Linked DNA regions of Sus scrofa: all the other regions are linked to region 5. The links are chromatin contacts, called in public HiChIP or PLAC-seq maps. All regions are on one chromosome and are shown on one strand. The core of a region is the stretch at or near the end of the contact, and the rest is flanking DNA. Distances in the headings are between cores, read along the strand shown. Region 1 holds the start of DLD (dihydrolipoamide dehydrogenase). Region 2 has its middle 160 kb from the start of NAMPT. Region 3 holds the start of SYPL1 (synaptophysin-like protein 1). Region 4 overlaps LOC110255500 (a long non-coding RNA gene). Region 5 holds the start of HBP1 (HMG-box transcription factor 1). Region 6 holds the start of NAMPT (nicotinamide phosphoribosyltransferase).

Region 1 (2,700 bases), core at 7-2,506, 680 kb before region 5:
TTAAAGTTGCAGCTTAAGTACTTGAATAATCTGCATTACGACAATCCTTTGATATGTAACTATCGTTTACTAACTCAAATCTACCATGTAAAGTCTATGAAGATATTCCTGAACTGCCCACCAGGAATAGAAAATGAGACAAGATGCCTTAGGAAAATGCACTAATGTACTCATATTCAAGAGCTATTACAGTTCTCCAAACTGGATCTCAATCTCCACAACCTCTAAATACGGATGGCTACTATCTCCTAAGAATGATGAGGCACAAAAAAACACAGCAAATGGCTCCTACGACAGCACGTAGATAGGAGGCAGTGACAAAACCTACACCGATCTAGTAATGTTGTCTATTCCAAGGCAATTCTTGCACCTGAGGTCCCTACAGAGGACAAAGAACAAGTGACTAAATAGCAATCCTGAGTTTTAGCCCCAGCTCTGCCTCTCAAAGTATAAACTCTGACACACGTTACATTAACTTTGGGGCACACATGCTACTCATCTTTGAAACAAAGACAAAGGAGTTTGATCGCTGCATAACTTTTAAAGTCTCCATCAATATAGTATTCGGCCACGATTCCACATATGTACCGTCTGGCTGTATTTGGTACACAGATGAAAAGGGAAAGCTATATTGACCATAACTCCTATAATAAAATATAAATGCTTCTACGAAAAAAGCCAATAGACGTTAGCTTAAAGCAGCAGGCACTGAAGGTATCTTTGAGGAATTCCTAGAGCTACCCGCTGGGGGCTGACCCGGTCTGGTTCTTTCAAGCGGTAACCCCAAAGTTACCTGCCCACTGCACAAAAGCCACTCAAGAGCCAGGATTAGGAAAAGGTACTAAGAGTTAACCAAAAGGTGCTAAGGCGACACATACTCCCCGCCGTCCCAAGATCCCATAGGCCAGCTGGGGGCTTGGGAGGTGACCATGTGCAACTGCTGACCACCACACAACTGAAAGGGCCTCCCCACAGCCCGGGCCTTTGCTTCCCAGCCTCCGTCCGGACTATGCCGGTTCAGGGGCGGAACCGCTGGTGGTCTCGGCCCGGCCGCCTGCCGCTCCCACACCCACCACTTAGGTAGCGTTCGGGACCGCGTCACCGGGCCTCTCTGCACCTCTGGCTCATCACGAACCTACCCAGTCGGTCCTCACCTTGGCCAAGGTACAGTATACACGACTCCAGCTTTGCATCTTGCCGCTGTATTGGCCTTTGCGCCAACTCCTTCACCTCCGCTAAGCACCTCCGCCGACTCGCCAAGGTCTTCCCGGCCTGCGCATGCACGAGCGCGCCTACGTTATCGGTCCGGAGCAGCGCGATTGGCCCGCGAGGGGGGTGCCGTCCGGCTCAACGTCGTACACTGTCGTAAGGAGCATAGTGCTTTGTGGTAGCAGGGAATGAGGGACCATTTTAGGGATAAAAGAGTGCTGGGGGTTACAGAGTGCGCTTGTTTTTGGAAAGTGGAGTAACTAAAGCTAAGGTTTGCTTAATGCACGGTGCAGAAAGTAAAGCTTCACAGGTTCTTTGTTGTGTTAGGCTGAGGAATCTCAACATTGTCCGGGCCTTATCTCACTTTTGTCCTTAACTATATGAAGGATTACTAGTATTTCCACTTCTTAGATGAGGGCCTGAAAGATTAAACAATACCCTCAAGGTCTCACAGGGGACCGGTAACTGCAGCCCTGAGGTCAAAGCTTTTCATCCTAATTCCTGCTTTATAATTCCTCCTGTAGATCAAAGGCCATATAAAAGATGGGGTCACATACTTTGGTATCACCAGCATTCTGCTCTAAGTAAACTACCTGGCAATACGTAGAAAACACACTTTTCCCTGCCGCCTCAGTTGGGAGACACATCTCCTTGTCAGAGCAAATAAGAATGGGTGGGGTGGTGGATGAGGTTACAGGTTCTCACATGAGACAATGGAAAAATATTGTCTTCAAGGCTGAGCACAGAAACCTAAAGTCTGATTTTTGCTTTGCCATAACTATACATGGGATAAAATTTAACTCTGTCTTGAAAGTTTACTGCCCAGGCGCTATTCCGGGCTCTGTGAATTTAAATACTAATTAGAAATTACTCCCTACCTAGTTAAGCTGCTTTAGGGGAAAAGATAATGATCTTTAGTGTTTGCTACAGAGGCTACTACTTGTCATTCAATATCCATTTTCCCTGTGTTTTCCTCTATACATAAGTATTTTGGCCATCTAAACCATTTTCATGGTTTTAGCACCCACAGACATACACTGATAACTCTTATATCCTTAGCTCCTGTCTCTACTTCTCTCCTGGTCTCCAATTCCATATTTTCAGCTGTCTACTGAACACATACAAGTGGGTGGTCCTGCCACCATCTCAATTTTAACTACCTAATATCTAATACATTAAATACATATTTGCTCCTTTATGATTCATGATGCCTCCAAATGCCAGTCATACATAATACAAAATGTTATAGTCATTCTTTTTTTTCAGTCTTTTTAGGGCTGTACCCACGGCATGTGGAGGTTCCCAGGCTAGGGTCCCAACTGGAGCTGTAGTTGATGGCCTACACCACAGCCACAGCAATGCCAGATCCTTAACCCACTGGGCAAAGCCAGGGACTGAACCTGCCTCCTCATGGATGCTTGCTGGGTTTGTTAACTGCTGAGCCACAGATGGGAACTCCTATAGCCATTTTTAGCTCTTTTCTTTATCTCA
Region 2 (2,700 bases), core at 104-2,603, 640 kb after region 5:
GTCACTGCTGTAGCTCTGGTTACAGCTGTGGCACGGATTCGAACCCTGGCCTGGGAACTTCCATATGCTGCAGGAAAAAAAAAAGAAAAAAGAAAAGAAAGAATGAAAAGAAAAAGAAAAAATTCAGACCAGATTCTCCCACTTTCCACGTGGGCAACTTTGGCTAGGTTGTGCAACGTCTCTGAGCCTCAGTTTCCCCATCTGAAAAATTGGGGTAAGACTTTCTCTGCTCACCCTAGCAGGATGCTATAAGCCTCATAATAAGATATGTATTATTAAGAAAGCAAAAATTTCCTGGCTTGTTCACATCACACAGGAGGGGATGTGAAAAAAAGGAAAGGAGATGGAATCAAAATATCCCCTTGGTGACTCACCCTGATGAGAGGTGATAAAAATGTCTGTCTCCAGTGAGATGCTGGGATTGTCAGCGGCTTTATCTTTGACCTTTCATAGGTATCTTATGCAAAGCAAGGTCAGAAGGGAAAGTTCTCAAACTGAAGGAAAAACAAAGGCCTTGTGTTATGCCATAGAAGGTCAGCCACAGAGAAGAAATGATTTGTAAAACTGGGCCCATCTACTCCAGCCTCAGGCCAACATCCCTCTCTCTGAAGAGTCCACACCACCTCTAAAGAATCACTTAATTCTGTAGAAAATGTAAATCAGTGTTTTGGGGGTTCAGTTGCTGTTGGGCGGCGCTGTGTTCTCATGCCTGTAATGTTGCGGGCATGTCTGTAGAGCCGTGTGGGCCACAAAGGACTCACCCTGGGGAGTTGGAACCTCCCTGCCCTTCTTCCTGAGCGGCGCCAGCAGTGGGGACAGAGCTGAAGAATGGCTAGGAGCATGTGACATAGGGACTGAGCAGGAAGGCAATTTTTTTTTTTTTTTTTTTTTTTTTTTTTTGCTTTTTAGGGCCACACCCTTGGCATATGGAGATTCCCAGGCTAGGGGGTTGAATCAGAGCTGCAGACGCTGGCCTACACCATAGCCACAGACACGTGGGATCTGAGCTGTGTCTATGACCTACACCACAGCTCACGACAACACCAGATCCTTAACCCACATAGTGAGGCCAGGGATCGAACCCTCATCCCCATGGATGCTAGTTGGGTTCCTATCCCACTGAGCCACAATGGGAACTCCCAGGAAGGCAATTCTTAGGCAGAGAGATTGCCTGCCAAGGGGAGGAGAGACAGTTGCAGCTCCCAACTGGGACCCAGATGCCTGCCTCGACTCAACTGTTGGCAAATTCTGCCGATTCATCCTCACACAGCAGAATTCTCCTGGGGGTGCGGAGGAGGTGCGTGGAGGCGGGGAGCCGTGCTGGGAACACCCTACACTGAGTGACACAGACAGGGAGCTGGTGGAAATCCCCGCAGAGCTCCAGAGCTATGGCAGGACGCAGGCTTTGTCTGGGTCCCCACCTTTGTACCTGGAGAGGAACCTGCCATTTAGCTGGTAGTGGAAATAAGGGATCAAGGGCTGGTCTTGGTACCTTTTTGCTGTGTTCCTTCCCATGGAGAAACCCATTCCATGAAAGACGTTCTTACATCAAGGAGCAAAGGACTCCTGTGGGTGGAATATAAATGCAGTTTGTAGCAGGTTCCAGGGGAAAGTTAGCCCCTCCTGTTCTAGAAAAACACAGATATCTCCTTCCATGCCAGTGGGCTCTCTGGGAATTTCCACCATGGGAAGGCACTTCCAGAGACAACTCTAGCCTGGAGAGGGAGATGCCCTTCCCTGTGCAACATGACAGATGTACAGACAGCATGGTTTGTTTCTTGGTTTTATTTTTCCCCAGTAAGAAAGTCTGGATTAGAAACACATAGAAGGAAGGGGGAGCTAAAGTGTCCCGGCAGCTTCAATTTCTGCTCATTTCCATGTAACTGGTGTTCATCACCCTTATCTCGCAGCTTCAGGACTTTGTTTCCATCTCACCTTCTGAATATAGGCTATTGACCACCCTTGGCTCTCTAATCCTGGCTTCCCCTTCCTGGATGGTGAACAGGTGAGGACAGGCTCTGCCCGCAGCAGTTGTATTCCCCAATGGCTAACATAGTTCCAGCCCTGTATACATTTGTGGGATGAGTGAATGAATAAATGAATGGGTGAATTTCTGTCCCCGGCTGTGGTCTACTACAATTGCGTATTTTCTCATCATATTTTCCCTCTACCACCACCACCACCAAACTGAACCTTGTGTTAGGGCAGGAACTGTTATGCCCTATTCACCAGGAATTGTCTGTCCCAAAGTCAAGGGCAAGGTCAAACCCTCGTATTTAAAATACGGAAGGAAGGGAGGGACAGGGGATCCTGTTCCTTTAAGAGTCTGCCTTCTAGCTGGGGAGATTAGCCCATGGAATAACCTGAGAATGGCCATTGGCTAAGCTGATAGCTGTGGCATTCAGAGGGTGCAAGATGCCCACAGAAGGAGAGATGGTGAGAGTTGGAGAGGGGGTGCCTGAGACCAGAAAGTTCTTCCCCAGGGAAGACTGGCCAGGGGTCCTACTATGTGAGCAGAGTTTTCTGGAGACAGTATTGGGAGTTTGGAGATTTCTAAAAGGAAGAACTTATCTGCAGCTCATGGGCTTGGGATATAGAAAGGGAATAATAGGAGGTGAGTAAGAGTTCAGGTCCCTTTCCCCCAACCTCACCACCTGGAGCTGGGCTGCCATGAAAGCAGGTGGAACCCAGCCTCCCAGA
Region 3 (2,700 bases), core at 27-2,526, 980 kb after region 5:
TGCACTGGGTACCAATGTATGTTACTTTCCACTGATTCTGCCTTGAGGGGCATCTCTGATGCCTTTTTGTTTAGAAAGAGGAATCTGCCATCATTCACTAGGTGCCCACTGAACATAAATAAGGCTGTGCTGAGGACTGAGAAGTGGAAGTCAGGATAAAAAGAGTAAGAGTGTGGACCAGAAAATTGAAATACATTCTTTGCACTCTCTGGGAAGCAAGTAAGTAGGTAAACCAGTCTCAGATGAGAAAGGATTAGCTTCCTAGAAAGACAGTCAATAAGAGCGGAATGACTTCAATCGCAAGGAACCTGCTAATTCATAGATCACTGCTCAGACGTTGGTAGGAGATTCTACTGTGCGAAATTCCTTTCTTCTCCATGTATTGCTACATGGTGTTAGCCATCTTACCATACACGCCAAGCCGCCAGCATTCCAGCTCTCCAATCTTCCTAGATTTGGGGGAAGGCAGTAAGGAGATCATTACTTCGGGGCTCGGATAACTGGATGCCAGGAAGTGTCACCCAAGGCGACTCTTGAAGGGAAAGCAGGAATTAGTCTTCCGTAGAAAGACTCCAAGAGCTTCCCACGCGGAGAACTTAATGGACAGGGTAGGACAGGTGGGTAAGCCATTTTCTGGTAGGTATAACCTTTCTCCTACATCTCTCAAGCCTAACTCCAAAGATGGCTTTGACAAAGTTAATTTCCATAAGAATATTTGGTGAATGACGCTTCTGACAGAGATACCCTACACTTCTGTCGCTCAAAGTCCGTTGTTCTGCAATAACTTTCCACCAGTTTGACAACAGGTCCCTAACACCAGCCTTGAAATGCGGCTTCATCTGTGTCAATATTTTTTTAAATCCACCTAAAAGTTGGGAACTGTGGCGGTAAGCCGGAGGAAAAGAACTTGGTACGGCGAGGTGGTGAGACCACGAAGCGGAAACTTGGGCTGGGCGCGAGGTAACGGCCCCCGCTACGCAGGCGCAGGGTGGGGGCACGCATGCGCGACAGAAACCCGAACGCCGGGGGCAGGACTTGAGGGAAGGGGGCGCGGCGCAAGCAGCATGGCGTCCAACATCTACTTGGTTCGCCAGAGGATCAGCCGGCTGGGCCAGGTGAGGCCCAGGGAGGCACCGCCCCTTCCCTGCCCCTGCCCCGCCCCCGCCTCCCGCGGCCGCCCCTCCTTCTCTCCGCCCCAGCGCTTCGGCCAGCGGCTCAACCGCCGCCGCCCCGCCCCGCGGCCTCCCAGGTCCGCCTCCCAGGCCGCCTCCCAGGCCCGCCTCCCGGAGCCCGCCCCGCCTGCCCTTCCTCGCGGCCTGGCTGCTGGTCTCGTCCGTCCCCCTCCTCCTCCTGTCCGCCGTCCTGACTCTTTCCCTCCTTCCCTCAGAGGATGTCCTCCTTCCAGCTCAACCTCAACCCGCTCAAGGAGCCGCTCGGCTTCATCAAAGTCCTCGAATTGGTGAGTGCAGCCCGCTCCGGCGAGGCGGGGAATCGCGCCTCCGCGCCCGCTCCTGCTGCCACTACAGCCGGCCAGCGCCCTCGGCTGGGAGGTGGCGGGGGCGGGGCGGCGCCCCGGGATCCCAGACGCCGCCCCGCCCGGGCGGACCCCTAAGCTGCCGTCGTCCCCGGGACGGGACGGGAAGGGTCGGGACTGCACGCACGGGGAGGGGACGGTGGCCGCGGCCTGGGCCCGCGCGGGGCGGGGACGATGCGGTCGCGACGAATCACGGGTGCCTCGGCTGCGTCCGGCCGGGGGGAGCCGCCCTCCCACACCCAAGCTCACCTCGGTGTCCCGGGGGAGTGGTGCTTCAAATTTCTCTTTGGCTTCACTGCTTCCCGCAAGGGAAGAGAAAACTTCCTGTTGCGGTCTAACCGAAACCCGACGGACCGAAGTCGCTTTGCGGCCGGCGGTGCCTCTGTACCCGGGTGGAAAGGGTCAGCCTGTGTGTTGCTGCCCTGGGCTAACTTGAGGCCACGCTCCTTCGAAAGCTAGTGCGCCTTCCCAAAGTGATTTGACGAGCTCTCAGTTAATTTGCTTTTAAGATTGCCTCTAAGTTAAATATGGATAAAAGTAAACTGTGGGTCAGGGAAGCGGACGGGGGTAGGGGAGTAGGGGAGAGGGTCTTTGAACAAAACGTGTTCTTGATAGTCTGATCCACTTAAACACAAGTTAGGAATCGCCATCAAATTTATTTGGGGTATTTCCCAGCAACATCCTGCAGTCAGGGAACACTCTCAATCATTAACATCAAAGGAGATTTATTACTTCGACCTTGGTAATGATCAGTCACTGCGGAGGAGTTAGTGAATGCACCAGGCACTGCACATTACCTTCAGACTTCGTGGCCTAGCCCGTGTTCCAGGGCTGGTTTTTAGGCCTGTATTAATAGGCAGCTGGCGTCTGTACAGCGTGCAGGCAAGTTGCTTTTACAGCTAGCCGTATTTACGTCCGTAACTCTTCAACCCCATATTTTAGTGATAAACTGGTGAAGGGTAAGAACTTCTGATTCCCCGTTTTAAATAACCTGCCGAGGATGTTTCTTAAAGTAACACGGAAACTCAACTTTTCTAATTGGGTACTCAGTCTGATCTCCTTCCTACCCAAAGTTTCCTATGTTTCTCCCCAGTTTTTACTTGGTGTCTTCTGAACACCGAATTGTGCTAATTTCTCACAGATGTTTACTTTAAAGACACACACAC
Region 4 (2,700 bases), core at 20-2,519, 900 kb after region 5:
ATATTAAAGTGTTAGTAACTCTTCTCTAAGATGTTAGAAGTAAGAAGAAAGATGTTCCTACTCAGAGTTGAGGTAGAAGAGAGGGTAACAATTAAACAAAGGGATTACTTTCTTATGGTGGAATTTCAGACAATGTGGCAGACAGAAGATAGAAGGAAAGATCTTACTATCTCAGGGTGACCTGTGGTTTTCCCAAATACAAAACTTGTTGCAACTACCTGTGCTGCTCATGCACAAAACCTCCTGGCTGCCAGGAGGATGTGCCTCTGAGATCCGTAACTGAGGGAGGGTAATTGCCTGCTGGCCGAGTTGAAATGAATCCACTCCTACATTGGCACCAAGGCCATGCTACACACAGGCTGGACAACAGGGCAGGCAGTCCTGTGAAACCCAGGATGCTTTCCATGGGAAGTTTTGGCTTGAGCTCCCCCCATCAGCCTGGCTGAACCTTTCTTCAACTTGTGCCACCATCTGAGACTCTTTCTACCCAACCTTTTTTTCTTCTTGTCTCCTCCCCCAGAGCGCAGACTTGTATCACCGTCTGGTAGCTCATCCAGCCTCTTCCAATTTCCTCCCGTCTTCCACAGGGCACATTCCCCATTGTATTCCTTGCACGTCCAACCTTCTCTTGACATCTGCTTCTTGGAGGAGCCAAACTAACATATCTATTTAATCCCTAGGTCCTGCAAACCTGATGGAGCAAATGTCTCTAGGGTCCACATCACATCCCTCAGCCCACCTGTGAGCTCACAGTATCCCACCTGCAAAAAGAGCCAAGGTTTCCACTTTAACTCAGAGCCTCCCCCAACACCATAAGGACCTCTGACCCTGAATGTAAGTACCAACCTGACAGGCAGGGGTGGTTACCTCCCCAGGGGAAGGTAACCAAGTCCTTGCCCCAGGTTCTACTTTCAGGGAAATACAAACCAAAACACCTGAGATGTGAGTTAGAGCAAAGCAGTCATGTTACAAAACTCTTCTTTGAGAAAATAATGCTGAGTGTCCATATGGAGTCCGCTACTTTAAAATATTCTGTATTTAACTGTCCCATACCCATAGAAACAGTCCCTCCCCAAAGGGTGTGGTAGCCAGCCCCCAAGATGGCCCCGACTGATGGTCACCTCCTGATAATCATGCCATTGTGCAGTCCCTCCTCCTGAGTAAGAGTAGAATAAAGGAGAAGCAACAACGTGTGACTTCCAAGTCTAGGCCGTACACGTCACTGCAGTTCCACCTTGGTCTCCTGGATCACTCACTCAAGGGGAAGGTGGCAGTCATGTTGTGAGGACACTCAGGCGATCCCATGGAGAGGCTCATGTAAAGATGCACTGAGGTCTCCTGCCAACAGCCCGTGCCAACTTGCCAGACATGTGAGTGGAAGTGGACTCTCCAGCGCAGTTGGGCCTTTGGATGACCTTAGCCTCAGCAGACATCTGACTCCAACTTCATGAGAAGTCTTGAGCCAGAATCACCCAGCTAAGCTGCTCCTGAACTCCAGACCTTCAGAAATGGTGAACATAAATGATGATTCTCTTTTAAGCTATGTGTTGGGGTGATTTGTGTTCTAGTGATACATAAATTAAAAGGGATATTCTGAGTGTCCTCACAACTTTTCATACAGAAGCTCATTAATACTCACCACAATATTATGAGGTAAAGTGCTTTTAAGTAGCCCCATACTGGAAAGAAAGAAGGAAGGAAGGGAGACAGTAGGAAGGAAGTGGGGAGGGAGGAAGAAAAAAAGAAAACAAGCCACTGAGAAATTAGCCAGGGCCACTCACTAAGAAGTAGATGAGCAGGGGTGGAAACTAAGCTGTCTGGTTCGAAAGTCTGTGCTCTTAGCCACCACACTGCCTTGCCTGGGTGTGGGAGTTGCCTTAAGAAGAAAATATTTGTGTTTCTTAGCTTATTCTGAGTAATACTTTGTACTCAAAAAAACTCCCTCTCAGTCTTGGCATTTACACATTGTACTTTTTTAGAAGCTGACTCCAGTTCAGGACATGATTTTTGACTTGGAGTAAACATTACTTTCTTCCAGAAAACACATTTCTAATCCTATAAAATGTCATTAGGAAAAAATATTCTGTGATCAAAGCATCACTTCACCACCAAACTATAGACTCTGCAAAGCAAGGCATACACCTCTTCTCCCATCAGCAATGTCCTTACTGGATATATGGGATATTGTGAAAGAAAGATAAAAAACAGCTAGCAGTGACTCTTCCTTGACTCCATATCACCCTAGGTAATCTGCATAATTTTTTTCTTTTGCTATCTTATATTTTTGCTTTTTCTGTTAATCATCTTCCCAGTTTAACAATCAGCTCTTTGAGTGATAGACTAAATGGCTTACATCTCTTCTACCCTTCACACAGCCTTACACATAGTAGGCTCTCCAATGGTTGCTTATTTAAGACATTTCAAAGCTTCAAACACAAAAATTATTCCATTTCTTCCTTGAACTGCTCCAAATTCCACAAGCTTCTCTTGCCTTCATCATTTCTGGGCTGAGAGTCAGATTAACCCACCCTTGTCAGGTTGGAAATAAAAGAACACAATGACAGTGTTTTAAGGGTTCTGTATCCAAAGGACAAACCCAAAGACTACACAGAGCTATTATCCTCAGCTGTGAACTGCACACTTTAGGAGGGACATAGGCAGATCAGAGCTGCCCAGTGAAGGGTGGCCAGAGGGAGAAAG
Region 5 (2,700 bases), core at 73-2,572:
AAGTATTTACAAAGGTTAAGGTCAGTTTAATTCTCAAAAGGTAACTGATGGAATCATTCGCTGCTAATTAGAGGGAAATAAATATAAACCACTTAGTCGGAATTGTTGGTGGAACTCAACACTTCCGAATATAAACACAACTCCCTATCGTCCTCCCTTAGTATCAGTGGCTCCCAGAGCTAAAGGCTCTAGAATACATCCCCGCATTCAGCGCTTCTTTTACAGAAGGTTGTTGCCGAAAACTCCTAAAGAATGAACTCCAGAAGGTGAAGAATGCCCAACGGCGAGTAAAATCCCCTAACAGCAAGTAGCGTTTAAAGAAACCACAAAAACCCGGCCCCGGCTGCCGATTTCGCCTGGATTCTTTTTTGTTTTGTTTTAATCTGCCTGGGGCAGCAGCATAGGTTGGAAGGAGAAGACTGGAATCTCCTGCCAAACCTCGGCTCCGGGTCAAACGGAGGCACAGCCTCCAGGTTCACGCCAAGTCCATCCCCCACCCTCTTTCGCCATTCATCGCGTTCCCTCCCCTCCCCCCATCATGTGACCGCAGCCTGGACTCCAGGCTTGTTTTTCCCCTCGGCTCAGCCCCACCGCGCAGGCGCCACGGAGCCCATTCATTCGAACTGCGTAACAATGAGCTCCGGGGCCCAGCAGCTCCGCGAGCTTCCCAGCTCGTCCCAAAGCCCCTCTCTGCCCGAAAGAGGCGGCGCCTCACTAGAGTCCCCCACCCCCGGCCAGCTGCCCACCCAGGCCAACCTCCGACCCCCCGCCCACACGCGAGAAGTTGAGGTCAAACTTTCTTGGGCAGCCCCGCTGCCGCGTCAGGCCCCTTCCCCCGCCTAGGCCTGCCCCATCTTCCCACCCGGCCCGGCCACCCACCGCGCAACCCGGCCCGGGGCGTCATCCTCGCCAACGCCTCCCAGCCTCAGTCCCGAGACCCCCGCTGGCCGCGAAGCTCAGGTGAGCTCGCGGGAGGCGCCACTCCAGGGGGTTCGCCACGGGCAAGTATCGGTCGGTTAACTGCTCCCACCATGAGGAAGAGGAGCGCGAACCCAAGCCTGCCCGGCGGCCGGATCCCCTCGGGATCCTGCCCCTCCCTTCCCCACCCCCACCCCTTCCCGAACAGAAAGACAACAAACCCGTCGCGGAGTGCAGGCAGCCCTGGCTCGGGCCCCCCTGGCCGCGACAGCACCACAGGCAGCTCCCATACTCCCTCTCCGACTGACGACGGCCTCCCTGGCACGCGTTACCGCTCCCGCCGCCGCTCTTAGTTCTCAACCGAAACTTTCCTACTTACCAAACCCGTCGCCATTACCAAGTCTTTCAAGCTTCGTCTTCCCCCTCCCCTCAACCCCCCGGGGGTTGGGCCTCCGAGCAGCTCCTTCGCCCTATTATTGGTCTGAGGAACTGCCATTCGACCATTTCCCTTTCCCATTGGGTGATACCGTGGTCCTTCTCGCGGGGCGGGCTTGTATTGACTTTTGTGTTGTGTTCACTGGAGAAGATGGTGTGTCAATCACTACGATGAGCGCTTCGGATTGGATTGCTGCCGAGACTCCCGGGACGCGAGCCAAACTTTGCACCCGAAAAGGATTGTGGGTTCGTAGTCTCATCCTAGTTTCATGCCTCTCGGAACCTGCAGGTCGGAGGAACGTTGGACTACAGTTCCCAAGACCGCCTGCAGAGTGCGGTCTTGATAGTAAACAAGAGTCATAGGGACACGTGTATCAGCTCGTTTGTTTTGCTGTCTGGGACAAAAGGGAGGGGGCGGAGGAAGGGAGTGTTTCAAAGCTTTGGCCTCTTCCCTTCCTTTGGGCCTTTCCTAGCACTCAAAGCAGCTTCACGTCTCTCGCAGCACCCATTCCGGGCCATAAACAGCCAGAGTCGCTCGCGGCTCAAAGTTTGGCAGGAGGCCAAGGTATTGTTTTAGAGAGAAGGGAAGGAGATGACTGCACAAGCGGAAGCAGTGCAGCATAGCGAGGGACCCAGTCACCCACAAATCACGGCCCCAGGCTTGATGAGGATAATAAAGACGGTGCTGAGCTCCAGTCGGAGGACAGCCTTCCTTTACAACGCGCCTAGCCTCACCACTCTCGGGACAGCAGCTTGAGGCTTCTCTGCCAACTCTGTTCAGTTCTCTCAAGATTTGTTGAATGCCGGCTACGTGCCAGGCACTGAGAGGCTTGGAGATGAACAGAAAGAGAGAAGCTCAGAGTCTGGAGAATTTACAGAGGTCTAAGGGGCCGGAAGTGGGGGCGATTTGCTGTTGACTTTGGTATTGAGCGAAATCAAAGCGGTGTTTTGCGTATTGAACCGCTTGAGGGTGGTTTAAGGTAATATAGAGGGGGCTATAATGTATGACAAAGTGATTTATTTTGTAAATCATTTTCTAAGTTTCTGCGGTGAGTTTTTGTTAACCATTTTTCCTCTCCAGAGGGCTTCCCATTGATGAAAGATGAATGACTTCCCACTTCGTGTCCATCAGAGTTCCTCCTTAAGTTACTAATGCTCTGACTCAGCCGAGGAGGAGGATGACTTCTCTGGCTTTATAGTTACCTTCACTTTAAACAAGGCGGTCCACCACAGTCCCTAGTCTGTAATTGATGTTATTACCATTCCCATTACAAAAACATTATTAAGCTTTTTTCCTTTGAACCTTTAGTGTTTAATCATTTCAGCTACGCTTTAGGCTTTATATCT
Region 6 (2,724 bases), core at 13-2,512, 800 kb after region 5:
CTTCTATCTTGTAAAACCTAAATCTAAAAAAATAAAATAAAAACACAAGCAGCTGCTGATCCCAGAGACAAAGGGAATCTTGGTTTTACTCAAAAATACAACCACGTATGAGAACTGCGCAAATGGATGGTTTGCCTTTGGATGAAGTCATCCGACGTCGTTTCACTTCGTTTTTTGCTTTTTTTTTCCAAGTTGCCAACCCGTTTCCCAAGATTGAGCAATTATAATGATAAAAGTCAGTCTCGCACCTTGTCAAAGACTTGGCCCTTTGCCGTATACTTCTCAGCAATATTAGATTCAGCGAGTTCTTATCCTCTCATTATCTGTGAGGACTGAATTCAGCCCCCAACTTTGGGCGCAGGCTATTTTATCGGGGAAAGTCAAAACCTCCCCAAGAGGATCAAAGGGCTCAGCCACTGAGCCGGAGGAAAGCGAGGGCGATGCGTCAGATTATAAAGCGGCTCCTCAGCTCTTTTTATTCCTCACTTCAGCTGTTCAGATTTTAAAGAGAGGGTTAGGAGGACCAGAAGGGACTCAAGGGATGGAGGCAAAAGGTTCCATCCTTAATCCAAGCCAGAGACAAAGGTGAGTAACTGCGCGAGGGGAACGGGAAGATGAGCAGAGGGAGGCTCCTCGGCCCCCAGCCGGGTGGCGTGACTTCAGGAGGACTCTGAAAAAAGGGCCAGGACTGGGTAGGACAGGAATGTGCCAGCGGGACAGGCGAACCGGCTAATCGCAAGAGTGGCGAGCCTGGGAACGCCCCCTCCCGGCCCCGCCCCGCTGCGCGGGGCCGAGAGACGTAAGCCAGGCGGGCGCCGGGGTCACGGGCCAGGGCAGCCCCGCAGCCTCAGGCTTCCCGGGGTGGGCGTTTCCGAGAAAGAGCGCGTGCCTCACGTCCTCCCCGCCCAGCCCCGCCCCCTGCACGCTGCGCACGCGCGGCCGCGCCCCGCCCCTAGCGTCCCCGCCGGGGCGATGGGGCGGGGGCGGGGAACCGGGGTGAGGAGATCGCCGGAGTCCCCTGAGTGTGAGTGCGCTACCGCCTCCGCCGCCGCTCCGACACTGCCGCCACCCTCACCGCGTCACGGCTCCCAGGCCCGCCCTCCTCTGGCCCCTCCTCCCCGCTCCGTTTTCCCCTCCACTCCCCCTCCCCCTCCGACCGAGCGGTGACTTAAGCAACGGAGCGCGGTGAAGCCCATTTTTCTCCTTCCTCGCAGCCGCGCCGGGCAGCCCGCGGCGCGTGGCCCCCACACTCCGGCCCGAGATGAATGCTGCGGCAGAAGCCGAATTCAACATCCTCCTGGCCACCGACTCGTACAAGGTAGAGGCTCGAGGCGGGGGCAGGTGACGGAGGAAGAGAGGGCGCGTCGGGGACGAGCGCGGGGCGGGGTGTCGGGGCTGGGGTCTTGGCGCGAGGCGGCCCCAAGGGAAGGCGCGGACGGCGGTGGCGGCGGGACCGGGCAGGTGAGGCTGGCGCCGCAGTGGCGAGGAGGTGGAGGGAGGAGGGATGGAGGGATGGACGGCAGGAGGCGGGGCCTGGGGGTGCGTGGTCGGAGGTGCGCGGCTAGGGGCTGAGGCTGGCCCGGGCCGGTGCCGCGCGCCCGCCGCCGGGGGCTCGTGCGGGTTTGCGGGCGGCGGGCAGGCTGGGGCGTCACCGGCTGAGCGCACGCCTTCCCCAGGAGCGCGGCCTTTTGGCCCCGGGCCGGGGAGGGCAGGGCCGGCCTGGGCGAGGGCTCGCTGGAGGAGCCGGGTCAGTTAGGTAACGGCCCCTAGGGTTCTGCCGTAGAGACCGGGAACGAGGTTTGAGAAGTGGGGTTTCCCCCGCTGAGGTGTGTCGTGTGAGCCCACCCCCTAAGTGGGAAGGTACGTCCCTTTCCAAGGAAGGGGTGGGCCAGGTTCTTCAGGGGTGCGGGAGCAGCCAGCCACGTTCCTCTGCCTGTGGCTCGGGCGCAGAGGACACTTAGCTATCAGTCTCTGGTCACCCTGATGGATTCCCCCTTCCCACTCCTCTGGGCTCCGTTTCAAACTTCTTTGCTGCTGGTAATCACTCATGCTTCGTATATCCCCTGTTGCGAAAGCCAATCTGCCATTATCCCATTAGGACCACTGCAGGATTTCTGTGAAAAAGAAAGTGAAACACAAGTAGTTAAATGAACTGTAGTTAACCCTAGAGAACTTGTTGAGGGAAAAGCGGCACAACCTTGTGTTACTAAACCTATTGGACCCTTGCACGTATAGCTACCTCGTTTTATTTGAAGCTCATGTACATTAGTAAAAAGGGAAGAGTGATTAGAGACAAATCCGGCAAATGGTTTTTCCCCTAGTATCCAAATTATATGAAGTAAACTGGACTATACTTTGCTGAGAAATTTTGTTAGTCAGGACACCTAAAAGATGAGCTGTCAGCTTGGAAACCCCACTTTCGTAAAATAAATTTTAGTTTTTACTGTGAACAGCACGAGAGTTCAGAATATAGTGATTAAAGCATGACGTTTTTAGTTTGGGGTTTTGTGATTTTGTTGCTTTGGGTTTTTGGGTTTTTTTTTTTTTAATTCCAATAAAGTATTTTGGAGAATCCCATTTTACTTAAGTTTTATATTGTTTTCTTTCCAGCTGATTTAATATTCTACTTGTGATAATTTAGATGGATTAGAACCAAGTTTCTTTAACAAGTGGTCTTTTAAATGGACTTTTGAAGTGGAATTCTACACAATTGCCAGGAGATCA

Evidence for each region. HiChIP or PLAC-seq counts read pairs in DNA pulled down with a chosen protein or histone mark.
Region 1: an H3K27ac HiChIP or PLAC-seq map of alveolar macrophages shows a contact between it and region 5. The contact joins the promoter of DLD here to the promoter of HBP1 in region 5. A contact is called at or near these places in 1 of 5 promoter capture datasets (liver) and 2 of 2 datasets of contacts at active chromatin or transcription factors (alveolar macrophages and skeletal muscle).
Region 2: an H3K27ac HiChIP or PLAC-seq map of alveolar macrophages shows a contact between it and region 5. The contact joins the enhancer-like site here to the promoter of HBP1 in region 5. A contact is called at or near these places in 1 of 5 promoter capture datasets (liver), 6 of 47 Hi-C or Micro-C datasets (embryonic fibroblasts, liver, mesenchymal stem cells and 1 more) and 2 of 2 datasets of contacts at active chromatin or transcription factors (alveolar macrophages and skeletal muscle).
Region 3: a contact with region 5 is called in an H3K27ac HiChIP or PLAC-seq map of alveolar macrophages. The contact joins the promoter of SYPL1 here to the promoter of HBP1 in region 5. A contact is called at or near these places in 2 of 5 promoter capture datasets (fetal liver and liver) and 2 of 2 datasets of contacts at active chromatin or transcription factors (alveolar macrophages and skeletal muscle).
Region 4: a contact with region 5 is called in an H3K27ac HiChIP or PLAC-seq map of skeletal muscle. The contact joins the enhancer-like site here to the promoter of HBP1 in region 5. A contact is called at or near these places in 1 of 5 promoter capture datasets (liver), 5 of 47 Hi-C or Micro-C datasets (brain, embryonic fibroblasts, psoas muscle and 2 more) and 2 of 2 datasets of contacts at active chromatin or transcription factors (alveolar macrophages and skeletal muscle).
Region 6: an H3K27ac HiChIP or PLAC-seq map of alveolar macrophages shows a contact between it and region 5. The contact joins the promoter of NAMPT here to the promoter of HBP1 in region 5. A contact is called at or near these places in 2 of 5 promoter capture datasets (fetal liver and liver), 6 of 47 Hi-C or Micro-C datasets (embryonic fibroblasts, fetal heart ventricle, liver and 2 more) and 2 of 2 datasets of contacts at active chromatin or transcription factors (alveolar macrophages and skeletal muscle).

What each region holds. Positions count from the first base shown.
Region 1 is chr9:107,640,685-107,643,384 of Sscrofa11.1, reverse strand. It overlaps DLD (dihydrolipoamide dehydrogenase), which reads right to left and starts at 1,256. Exons shown (of 14, transcript NM_214062.1): 1 at 1,155-1,256. The coding sequence starts at 1,193.
Region 2 is chr9:106,320,779-106,323,478 of Sscrofa11.1, reverse strand. No RefSeq gene overlaps it. Among named protein-coding and RNA genes, the nearest start is that of NAMPT, 160 kb to the right of the region's middle. Within about 2 kb of position 1,353, at least 7 of the 83 cell types and tissues checked have an H3K27ac peak or open chromatin away from gene starts, as enhancers often do. A contact at or near this core is called in alveolar macrophages, where this site is marked.
Region 3 is chr9:105,983,748-105,986,447 of Sscrofa11.1, reverse strand. SYPL1 (synaptophysin-like protein 1) reads left to right here and starts at 1,276. Exons shown (of 5, transcript XM_021063515.1): 1 at 1,276-1,459. The coding sequence starts at 1,391. LOC106504993 (a long non-coding RNA gene) reads right to left here and starts at 1,188. Exons shown (of 2, transcript XR_002335905.1): 1 at 1-1,188.
Region 4 is chr9:106,061,555-106,064,254 of Sscrofa11.1, reverse strand. The region is part of intron 1 of LOC110255500 (a long non-coding RNA gene); the gene reads right to left. Among named protein-coding and RNA genes, the nearest start is that of SYPL1, 78 kb to the right of the region's middle. Within about 2 kb of position 1,269, at least 13 of the 83 cell types and tissues checked have an H3K27ac peak or open chromatin away from gene starts, as enhancers often do. A contact at or near this core is called in skeletal muscle, where this site is marked.
Region 5 is chr9:106,964,682-106,967,381 of Sscrofa11.1, reverse strand. It overlaps HBP1 (HMG-box transcription factor 1), which reads right to left and starts at 1,322. Exons shown (of 11, transcript NM_001244264.1): 1 at 1,298-1,322. The coding sequence starts at 1,312. It overlaps LOC110262252 (a long non-coding RNA gene), which reads left to right and starts at 1,580. Exons shown (of 2, transcript XR_002347084.1): 1 at 1,580-1,918.
Region 6 is chr9:106,160,379-106,163,102 of Sscrofa11.1, reverse strand. It overlaps NAMPT (nicotinamide phosphoribosyltransferase), which reads left to right and starts at 1,262. Exons shown (of 11, transcript NM_001031793.2): 1 at 1,262-1,318. The coding sequence starts at 1,262.